Linked DNA regions of Mus musculus: regions 1 and 3 are each linked to region 2. A link is a contact called in public HiChIP or PLAC-seq and promoter capture Hi-C data. All regions are on one chromosome and are shown on one strand. Each heading gives the region's core, a stretch centred on a gene start, on an enhancer-like site or on the middle of the called end of the contact. The rest is flanking DNA. Distances are from core to core; before and after follow the strand shown. Region 1 holds the start of Nt5c3b (5'-nucleotidase, cytosolic IIIB). Region 2 holds the start of Rnd2 (Rho family GTPase 2). Region 3 holds the start of Hap1 (huntingtin-associated protein 1).

Region 1 (2,992 bases), core at 154-2,653, 1.0 Mb after region 2:
CCAGGCTGCCCTTGAACTACTGATTCTCCTGCCTCAGCCTCTCCAGTTGCTGGGATTACAGGCCTGAGCCACTATGCCTGGATTATAAACTGGTCCTTTCGGAGCCTTATCTAGAGTGTAGGATCAGGTCTGTCCAACTTTTTTTTTTAACGCTGCAATGGCATGCTGTCAACCTACAAAGCTTAGACTTGAGAACAGCTCAAACCAGTTATAAACAAACACAGAGCCTCAGTGATGGGAGACACGGCTCAGCTTCCCCCCCCCCCTCCGGTGTACCTAAAGTAGGAGCTGCAGCTACAGAGGATGTTCTTGTGGGCATTGAACTCGAAGCCATTGACTTTGATGACCACGTCGCAGAGCTTGCCCTCAAGCCGGAGCTCGTTGAAGATCTCACAGGTCATTGCACTCATCTTTCTTTCCATGTGAGGCTGGTGGAACCGGGTGGAGGCAGCGGTGCTCTCCATCTCCATGGCTCCTTGGGACCAGGGGAGAGAGGCTGCTCTCCTGGGGTGTTGGGGAGGGTTATGGGGGGCCCCTTTAGCCAGCTGTCGCTCCTTTTCCCTACTACATCTTTCATATAGGGACCATCAGGCAGCCCAAGTTCCAGAATCCTGGGCAGTGAGATCACTCAGGATTGTGCTCTCAGGTTCTGGAACCCCCTTCTTGCCCCTTCTTTTCCTCCCCCTCCCCCCAGAACATACAGGTAGACCACCCCACATCTCTTTCCTCGACCTCAGACCTAGGGCAGAACTGTGACCACCAACACAATTGAGCCTTTACTGAGTCTGCTGCTTGTTGCATCTTCAGGTTGGGTCCCCACCTCCCTGCAGCATCCTTCCAAAGCTCTCTCTGGGCTCCCCATGGGTGCAGAGGCAGAAGCAGAGCTGATCAAATATCATGCTGGCCAGGGTCTTCCAGCCCCTGAGATGCCTTACTGCCTTACTTTGCTTGTGGTGCTGATGAAGAGCCAGTTAGGGAAGTGTCTCCTGGATACACCCCCTGTCCAAAATGCACTTGAATACCTAGTGGGTTGTTCTTTGCAATGCAGGGGATGAAATTCAGGGCCTCATACCTGCAGGCAAGAACTCTCTCACTAAGCAGTGACCCCCAACCCCAGTAAAGATTGCATTTGTGTTCCAGAAAGAGTGAGTGACAGGCGCCCATACACACCAAAGCCTCATGACAGCCAGCCCACATACAGGACCCCAGCGTCTTGGTACTCCCCCCCCTCGCCCCCCAACGTTCCCCCACCCCCACACACAGTAGACCATCTTCCCCCACACACCCCCGCACTCCCCACTCTTGCTTCTCCTGCCAGTATCCGGAGCCAGCCTGGAAACGGCCTGCAGCTCCTAGACCGACGCGACTAGTGCGAGGCGACGCCTGCGCAGTGTGGCTGTAAGGCGGGCGCTGTCTTCGGGGCCGCCCACCAGGCCAGCGGCGTGATGGCGGAGGAGGTGAGGCCACGGGCGGGGACGGTCCCGCGTGGCGGGATCGCGGGTGCGGAGAGACCCAGCTGTCCTGATGCCCATCGCGGCTCTCGGGTCAGCGGGTCTCTTGGGTCTCACGACAGGTAAGCAGCCTGATGAAGGCCACGGTCCTGATGCGGCAGCCCGGACGGGTGCAGGAAATTGTGGGCGCCCTTCGCAGGGGCGGAGGAGACCGCCTGCAGGTACCGGGGCTTGGGGTAGGGCGGGAGGGTGCCTGCCCTGCGGCCTTCCCGCCAACTGGGGTTCGCGCTCTGCGAGCCTGCGCCCTAGGGTGGTCATGGACAAACAGATTGGTTCACCTCGGGAAAGAGCCTACCTCCCCCAGTAGCCAACTTTCAGAGTAGTCAGATGTGACCCTTTTCCTGCCGCTTGGTTTTAGAAAGCAAGTGGGTGGAGGCCCCCCTCCCTCCCCCAGTCGAAGATAAGGGAGATCCACAAAGGTCGGAAGGCACCTTAAGAAAGAACCAGTGTATAAAGATGCCACAGAAAGTCACCCCCACATTTGGGGGACTTTGTTTTCTTCAGGGTTAACTCGTGTCCTGACACAGGATGTCACTTTTTTCCTTCTTTCTTCTGTCTCTCCCTAACCTTGCAAAGGCTTTGCTGCAGCTTGGTTAGACTTCCTCCGCTACCCCAGGCTGAGGCAAGGGCCAGGATAGACCAGTACCTAGTCAACCTAGTCAACCTAGTCAGTCAACCTAGTCAACCTAGTCAGTCAACCTAGTCAACCACCATCATCCGCCCTTTGTCTCTTAGGTGATTTCCGATTTTGACATGACCCTGAGCAGATTTGCTTACAATGGACAGCGATGCCCTTCTTCCCACAGTAAGTCACATTTTAGCTTTCCTTGTAGGGCTCAAGATGACAACTGCTATGGAGCAAATAAAGGGAGTCTTGTGTGTGTGTGTGTTTTCTTTTTTCAGATATTCTGGATAACAGCAAAATTATCAGTGAGGATTGTCGCAAAGAGGTGGGTCATTCCCTTCTTTGCTCAAACATGGCTGTGGTATGCTTCTGGGGTTGAACCACAGCGTCCAGGACTGAAATCTTAAGAAACTCCGTTCCTTAAACACAGTGTGGGGAGACCTGTAATCCCAGAGGCTGAGACAGGAGGATCCCAAGTTCAGAGGCTGCCTGGATTCCAGAAAGAGTTCAAGGTCACTTAGGCAAGGAAAAGGAAGCTGCATGGGTGTTGGTGGCGCACACCTTTAATCCCAGCACTCAGAAGGCAGAGGCAGCAGATCTCTGTGAGTTCGAGGCCAACCTGCTCTACATATTAAGTCTCAGCCAGACAAGGATAGATAGGAAGACCTTATCTCAAAAACAGAGGGAGTCTGGGTCAGAGGAAGCTTATCAACCATTCGAGACACTCTGGATTTGCTCCTTAGTTTCACTTGGTTTTGTTCTTCCATCATTCTTTTTTAAAAGTTGTTACAGTAAAGGAGATATGGTTTTCTTATTGGGTTTATTTTTATTATTTTAAAGTGTATGTGTGTGAGTG
Region 2 (2,700 bases), core at 19-2,518:
GTTGGAGCAAGGACAGGGAGCCAGTGCTCCTGTTCTCCTGGGACTCTAGTTCAGTCTAGAGGAAGAAAAAAAAAAAAAAAAAAAACTACTTTCCACCACCTTCCCCCACCCCAGTAATTCTAAATAGCTTTCCTAAACCCAGTCCTATTTCCTAAGAAACATGTTCCAAAATAAATCATTTCTTTCCAAGTTCCTTGGGTAAGCAGAACCCAGCTGCAGGGCCGATATTAGACTTCCTACGTGGTTTCTGTCAGGCCTAAGAAACTCTGCCTCAGTTTCCCTGGCTCAAAAGAGAAACTGATGTTCTGCTCTAAAACTGGATGGATGTCTGAGCTGACCTGGAATCTCAGGTTCTGGCCAAGGGAGGGGCTAGAGGAAGGGACCTTGGCCGCCGTCAGGGTGACCCCGAGGGACTTGGCTACCTGAAGTATCCCACATGTTGAGCTCAATGCGGCGCTTGTCGATCTCGAAGCTGGCAGTGTAGTTCTCAAACACCGTGGGGACATAACTCTGCAGACACGGATGGGTCAAAATGAGAGAGAGCTGCTCTCCAGTACTCACTCACCCTGACAACTGCCCTCCTCCCTCGACACCCGGTCCAGCTCAGTCCCTAGACAGAAGTTGGTCTGAGGCTGGGCTAAGGGAAGATCCGGGGAGCTACTGCCTCCACCTCCTAGCTAGACTCTCAGATAACCCCCCTTCCCGGGTCCCTTTAGCCCCTAGTTTTTTCTCTCTCGGATGCCCGGGACCTCAGTCATTCTCCCGGAGCGCCCTTCCGGATCCTCTGATGCTCCTAAGCCCCATCCATTTCACCGCGTTCCTTGATTCCTTCCACTCCAATCCTCTGCAGTCCTTTCAGACCCCCCAACGCCTCCTTCCCTTCCTCTGAGCCTCTTTCTCTCCTCCCTGGTTACCCTGGTACCGGTTTCCAGCGGCCCCCGGGGCCCCTATAACCCACTCCCCGCAGCCTCGGTGCCCCTCTCTCCAGACGCCAATTCCTCACCCCGGGGTAGGCGTCCTTGGCGAACACCTGCAGCAACGCTGTCTTGCCGCACTCCGCGTCCCCCACCACTACGATCTTGCAGCGGCCACTCTGCCCCTCCATGGTCCCGGCTACGCGCCGGCCCCCCACGCCGCCCCCCTCCCGGGCACAGCCGCCGCTTCTGCCGCCTCCTCCCCCGCCGCTGCAGCTGCAGCCTCTCGGGCCGCCGACACCGGCATCTCGCGGGCCCGCGCCGAGCCCCCGCCCGGGGCTGCGGGCCCCCTCCGCCCCGCCCCTAGCCCGCGGGCCGCACCTCTGGCCCCGCCTCCCACCCGCACAGCCGAGGGGCGGGGTTCGGGACGGGGCGGGGCCTGGGAGGAGGGGAGGGGGACCCGAGTTAGACTCTAGCGCGCAGCTGTGACCCCAGGAGCGCCTGAGGGTTTGTGGCCAGCGAGCCCCGTTTATTTGAGTTCCTCGGGCATGGAGGCTGGGCTGACCGAGGGCGAAGTTCTGAAGGGTCAGCTGCGAAGCTCCATACACGGGCGCAAGGCCTGAGCCTTCTGTGTGCCCACGCGTGCACGCAGGTGTGCTAGTGCGGCGGACACGCGCGGCGGCAGCAATCTATTTCCCGAACACAGGGGGGCGTGAGATGTTAGGAAAGGGAGGATTTTTGATTTTTGTCTCCCTCCTCCACTCTCGGGTCCAGACAGAGCTTAGGGAAATGGAAGTACGGACCTTAGCACTCCCACCCTACATTAGTGACATCATAGCTTTCTATCTCCATAACGACGGGTGGCGGGATCTAGGCCTGTGACCAACCTAGAAGCATGGACTAAGTTCCTCTAGCCAAGTACTGAGTGGAAAGTTTTAGGGGAGCTTTTGCGTCCTCTGGTGGATGTTTTGGTAGAAAGAGCAAAGGGAAGGCTAAGGAAGCTAGAATCCTTTGACAGCTAAGCTGGGCCAGAGCTAAGCCCCAAAGCCAATTTCAGCCTCATCTCAGACTAGCAATAAGCAAACCGCCATTTGCATGACATCTTTTGCCTAGAAGAGGATGGAGAAAGGGGCTTGGAGGGCTGTGATCGGGATGTAAAGTGAATGAATGAATGAATGAATGAACAAATAAATACACATACATACATACATGCATACATAAGTGAAAAAAATCCTTCTTTAGCCGGGCATGGTGCTGCACGCCTTCAGTCTTAGCACTCATGAGGCAGAAGCAGGCAGATCTCCCTGAGTTTGAGGCCACTCTAGTCTATATAATGAGTTCCAGGTCAACCAGGTCTAAATAGAGAAATCCTGTCTCAAAACAAACAAAACTCTTCTTTAAGTCGAAGATGTTCATTTTAATGTTATCTCGTTTTGAATAACCGTGTAAAGGTAACTAAAGCACACAATCTCATCGCTGTTTTACAAAAAGTAAACAGACACACAGCATTAACACCCAAAACTGTTAAGTTTAAGTTAGAGATGTAACTCGGGAGTAGAGCTACATTCATGAGGCTCTGGGTTCTATCCTCAATTCCAACAAAAGGAAAAGAGAGTGTGAAAGAAAAGGGAGGTGGTGGCACATGTCATTTTAACCACAGAACTCCGGAGGCAGAGCCAGCCTTGTATTCATGGCACCTTCTAGGCTCCAGGCCAGACCTGGCTACATGGTGAGACCCTGTCTTAGAGGTTCTCATGCTTGTAGTTTGCCACTGCAAGAACATAGT
Region 3 (2,700 bases), core at 126-2,625, 1.1 Mb after region 2:
ATAAAACTGTATGTCTGTGTGTGTGTATACATACATACATACATACATACATGTGTGTGCGCATGTGTAAACTGTCTCGGTCTGCGTGTAAACATAAAGGCTTGTGTTTGGATCCCTAGCATCCACATGAAGGTCTGGTATGGTGGCACCTGTCTGTAAACCCCGGGGCTGAGGGGTAGGGTGGAGTTAAGTGGATGTCTTGGGGAATCGCTGGCCAGACAGTCTAGTCAAAGTGCTGAACTCCAGATTCAGTGAGGAACCTTGTCTCAAAAAATAAGGTGGCAAGGGACGGACAACAACTGATGTTGACATGGACACCTTCATACACCAGATATAAAAAATAAATAAATAAATATTTTAAAAAACGTAAAGTCAATAGCCTTGTCCACTGGAGGATGGTGGAGAATGGAGAACATCAAGAACGATTTTGAGACTTGAGTCCATGAGTCATCCATCTCCCTTTAGCCTGTCTCCCAGTCTAAAAGCACAGAAATGGCTACTGCCCTCCCTAGCTCCCACCCCTTAAACCAGTTCATTCAGGACTGAGAGCCAGCTTCCAAAGTAGCCATTTTTCTGGGGAGCATACGTCCGTCCATGAGCTGAAGAGCACGGGTAAAGTCGTGGAGACCGACATCGATCAGTTCAGACCCTGGGATAACGGATGTTTTGGTGTGTGTGTGTGTGTGTGTGTGTGTGTGTGTGTGTGTGTGTACACGGGGATCTTGAAGAGTCGTCACAGCGAAACATTTAAGCAGGATCCCCTCCGAAGATGTTCTTTTTGGAATGTTTGAAGAACAGAACAGGTGCTTGCTTGGACTGTAGGGCTTGAGAATTAGGGTTGGAAATAAAGAACGAGTGAACGCACTAAGATGGAAGACGTCCAGGGGCGAGCGCGAGAGTGAGAGGGACCTGTGGATGACACGCAACACGTTGAAAGCCATACCGGAGTTTGGATTTCTCGCTTAGTCTACCTGGGAAGGCACAGGCGTACTGCCTCGATTCTCAGGTCACCTCGGTCTGTACACAATGTTGGGTAGGGCAACACAGAAAGCCCCTGGAAGCTGGGGTGGCGGGAGCGCGCGCGGGGGGCTGAAGGGGGGGTTGTTTCTAGGCAGAAGCTACGGGTCCCTCTACTCAAGTCCAGGGAAGCGGCGGCTTTGGACAGAACCATTCTCAGAAGATGGAAGGGAAGAGAAATCCATCACCGTGGACTCGACCCCACGGAATAAGCTAGGCACTAGTTCATCTCTTTCTTTCTTCTTCTTTTATTTACTTCCTATCTCGTCACCACTGGCTGCTTTCTTGCAGGATCCTGAGTCCTCGGCACCACTAACTGATCAACGGTCACCCCTAGCGCCACGCGTGGTACAGCCCAGTGGAGCCCGCTCCGAGCACAGGTTATAAAGCCCCGGCTGCGGCAGCGGACTGCGGAGTCAAGATGCGCCCGAAAGAGCAGGTGCAGAGCGGTGCGGGAGACGGGACAGGGTCGGGGGACCCAGCAGCAGGCACCCCCACGACCCAGCCTGCAGTTGGTCCCGCTCCGGAGCCCTCGGCGGAGCCCAAACCTGCTCCAGCGCAGGGAACCGGGTCCGGACAAAAATCAGGATCCCGAACCAAGACAGGAAGCTTTTGTCGGTCCATGATCATTGGTGATTCGGACGCACCATGGACCCGCTACGTATTCCAGGGGCCTTACGGTCCCCGGGCCACTGGCCTGGGCACTGGAAAGGCCGAGGGAATCTGGAAGACACCAGCCGCGTACATCGGCCGGAGGCCCGGCGTGTCCGGCCCTGAGCGTGCGGCGTTTATTCGAGAGCTGCAGGAAGGTAAACTGAGTCTCGGGGATCCCGCATTGGGCACTATTTGGGCATCTCCAGGTAGGAGGGGGTGCACCGACTCAGGCGCCCCGCCCCCTTGTGGCTCTTAGTTCCACCTTTCCACCACCCCCGCGAGACCACAGTCTGCGGTGCCGGTTTGGTTTCTCTTTCCCCATCTCCCCCCCCCCCTTTTCCGGTTTCCCGATTATTGTGGGTGCGTCAGGTCCAGAGCTCTCTCGCGCTCTCCGCCCGCCTCTTCGCGCCTGTTGCTGTGGCAGATCTGCGCACTCTCAGTGCCCCCTCCCCGTCTACCGCAGTGCCAGCAGAGGGGCGGGGGCTGCGGGTGCGCTTTGAGCCTGCGCTAGCCCGCAGGAACCAGCCTGCGTGGGTGGGTAGAGGTGTGTGTGTAGGGGAGCCTTTGACCACTACTTGTCCTCAGGGGGTCTGGGTCGTACTTTTCCGAAGCTGGAATGAAGAGGGAGGAGTGGGCGGGGCACTGGGCTTCTGTCCCTCCTCTTCTGGGCGGGGGCAATTTTAGGCTCAGGTGCCCGCTTCTGGGTGCTGAAGAAGTCTACTTGGCCCTCCTGTGACAAGCAACAGGTTTAGGATGGGTGACTGCATTTGTTTTTATGATCGAGGAGACTCCAGTGATGGCTAAGATGCCGATTGGGGGTGGGCATGATGAGCCCAGTATTTTCCCTGACTTCTTATCTCGAGGGGCCCAGAGACCCAGGGGTCTTGAGAGTCCAGTTCCTGAGCCCAGAGGATGGTTTTGCCTTTACAGCATCCAGGCCCCTCCTGAGAAAGCAGGAGTGGGGAGATCCGGAGCTGTGGAGAGGGTGTTAGGGCCAGATGGAGTGCAGTCTCACAATCTTTGTTGTGA

What was found. Promoter capture Hi-C pulls out the DNA fragments that hold promoters and counts their contacts. HiChIP or PLAC-seq counts read pairs in DNA pulled down with a chosen protein or histone mark.
Region 1: a promoter capture Hi-C map of liver shows a contact between it and region 2, with 4 times the contacts expected there. The contact joins the promoter of Nt5c3b here to the promoter of Rnd2 in region 2. A contact is called at or near these places in 2 of 39 promoter capture datasets (liver and pre-B cells), 1 of 115 datasets of contacts at active chromatin or transcription factors (pancreatic cancer cells) and 1 of 9 other capture datasets (liver).
Region 3: a contact with region 2 is called in a FOXA1 HiChIP or PLAC-seq map of pancreatic cancer cells. The contact joins the promoter of Hap1 here to the promoter of Rnd2 in region 2. A contact is called at or near these places in 2 of 39 promoter capture datasets (erythroid cells and pre-B cells), 1 of 115 datasets of contacts at active chromatin or transcription factors (pancreatic cancer cells) and 1 of 9 other capture datasets (liver).

The regions. Positions count from the first base shown.
Region 1 is chr11:100,439,509-100,442,500 of GRCm38.p6, reverse strand. Nt5c3b (5'-nucleotidase, cytosolic IIIB) reads left to right here and starts at 1,403. Exons shown (of 9, transcript NM_001102650.2): 1 at 1,403-1,457; 2 at 1,574-1,672; 3 at 2,247-2,316; 4 at 2,415-2,461. The coding sequence starts at 1,446. It overlaps Klhl10 (kelch-like 10), which reads right to left and starts at 577. Exons shown (of 5, transcript NM_025727.3): 1 at 277-577. The coding sequence starts at 470.
Region 2 is chr11:101,466,743-101,469,442 of GRCm38.p6, reverse strand. Rnd2 (Rho family GTPase 2) reads right to left here and starts at 1,268. Exons shown (of 5, transcript NM_009708.2): 1 at 1,004-1,268; 2 at 423-510. The coding sequence starts at 1,105.
Region 3 is chr11:100,354,816-100,357,515 of GRCm38.p6, reverse strand. It overlaps Hap1 (huntingtin-associated protein 1), which reads left to right and starts at 1,375. Exons shown (of 13, transcript NM_177981.2): 1 at 1,375-1,826. The coding sequence starts at 1,439.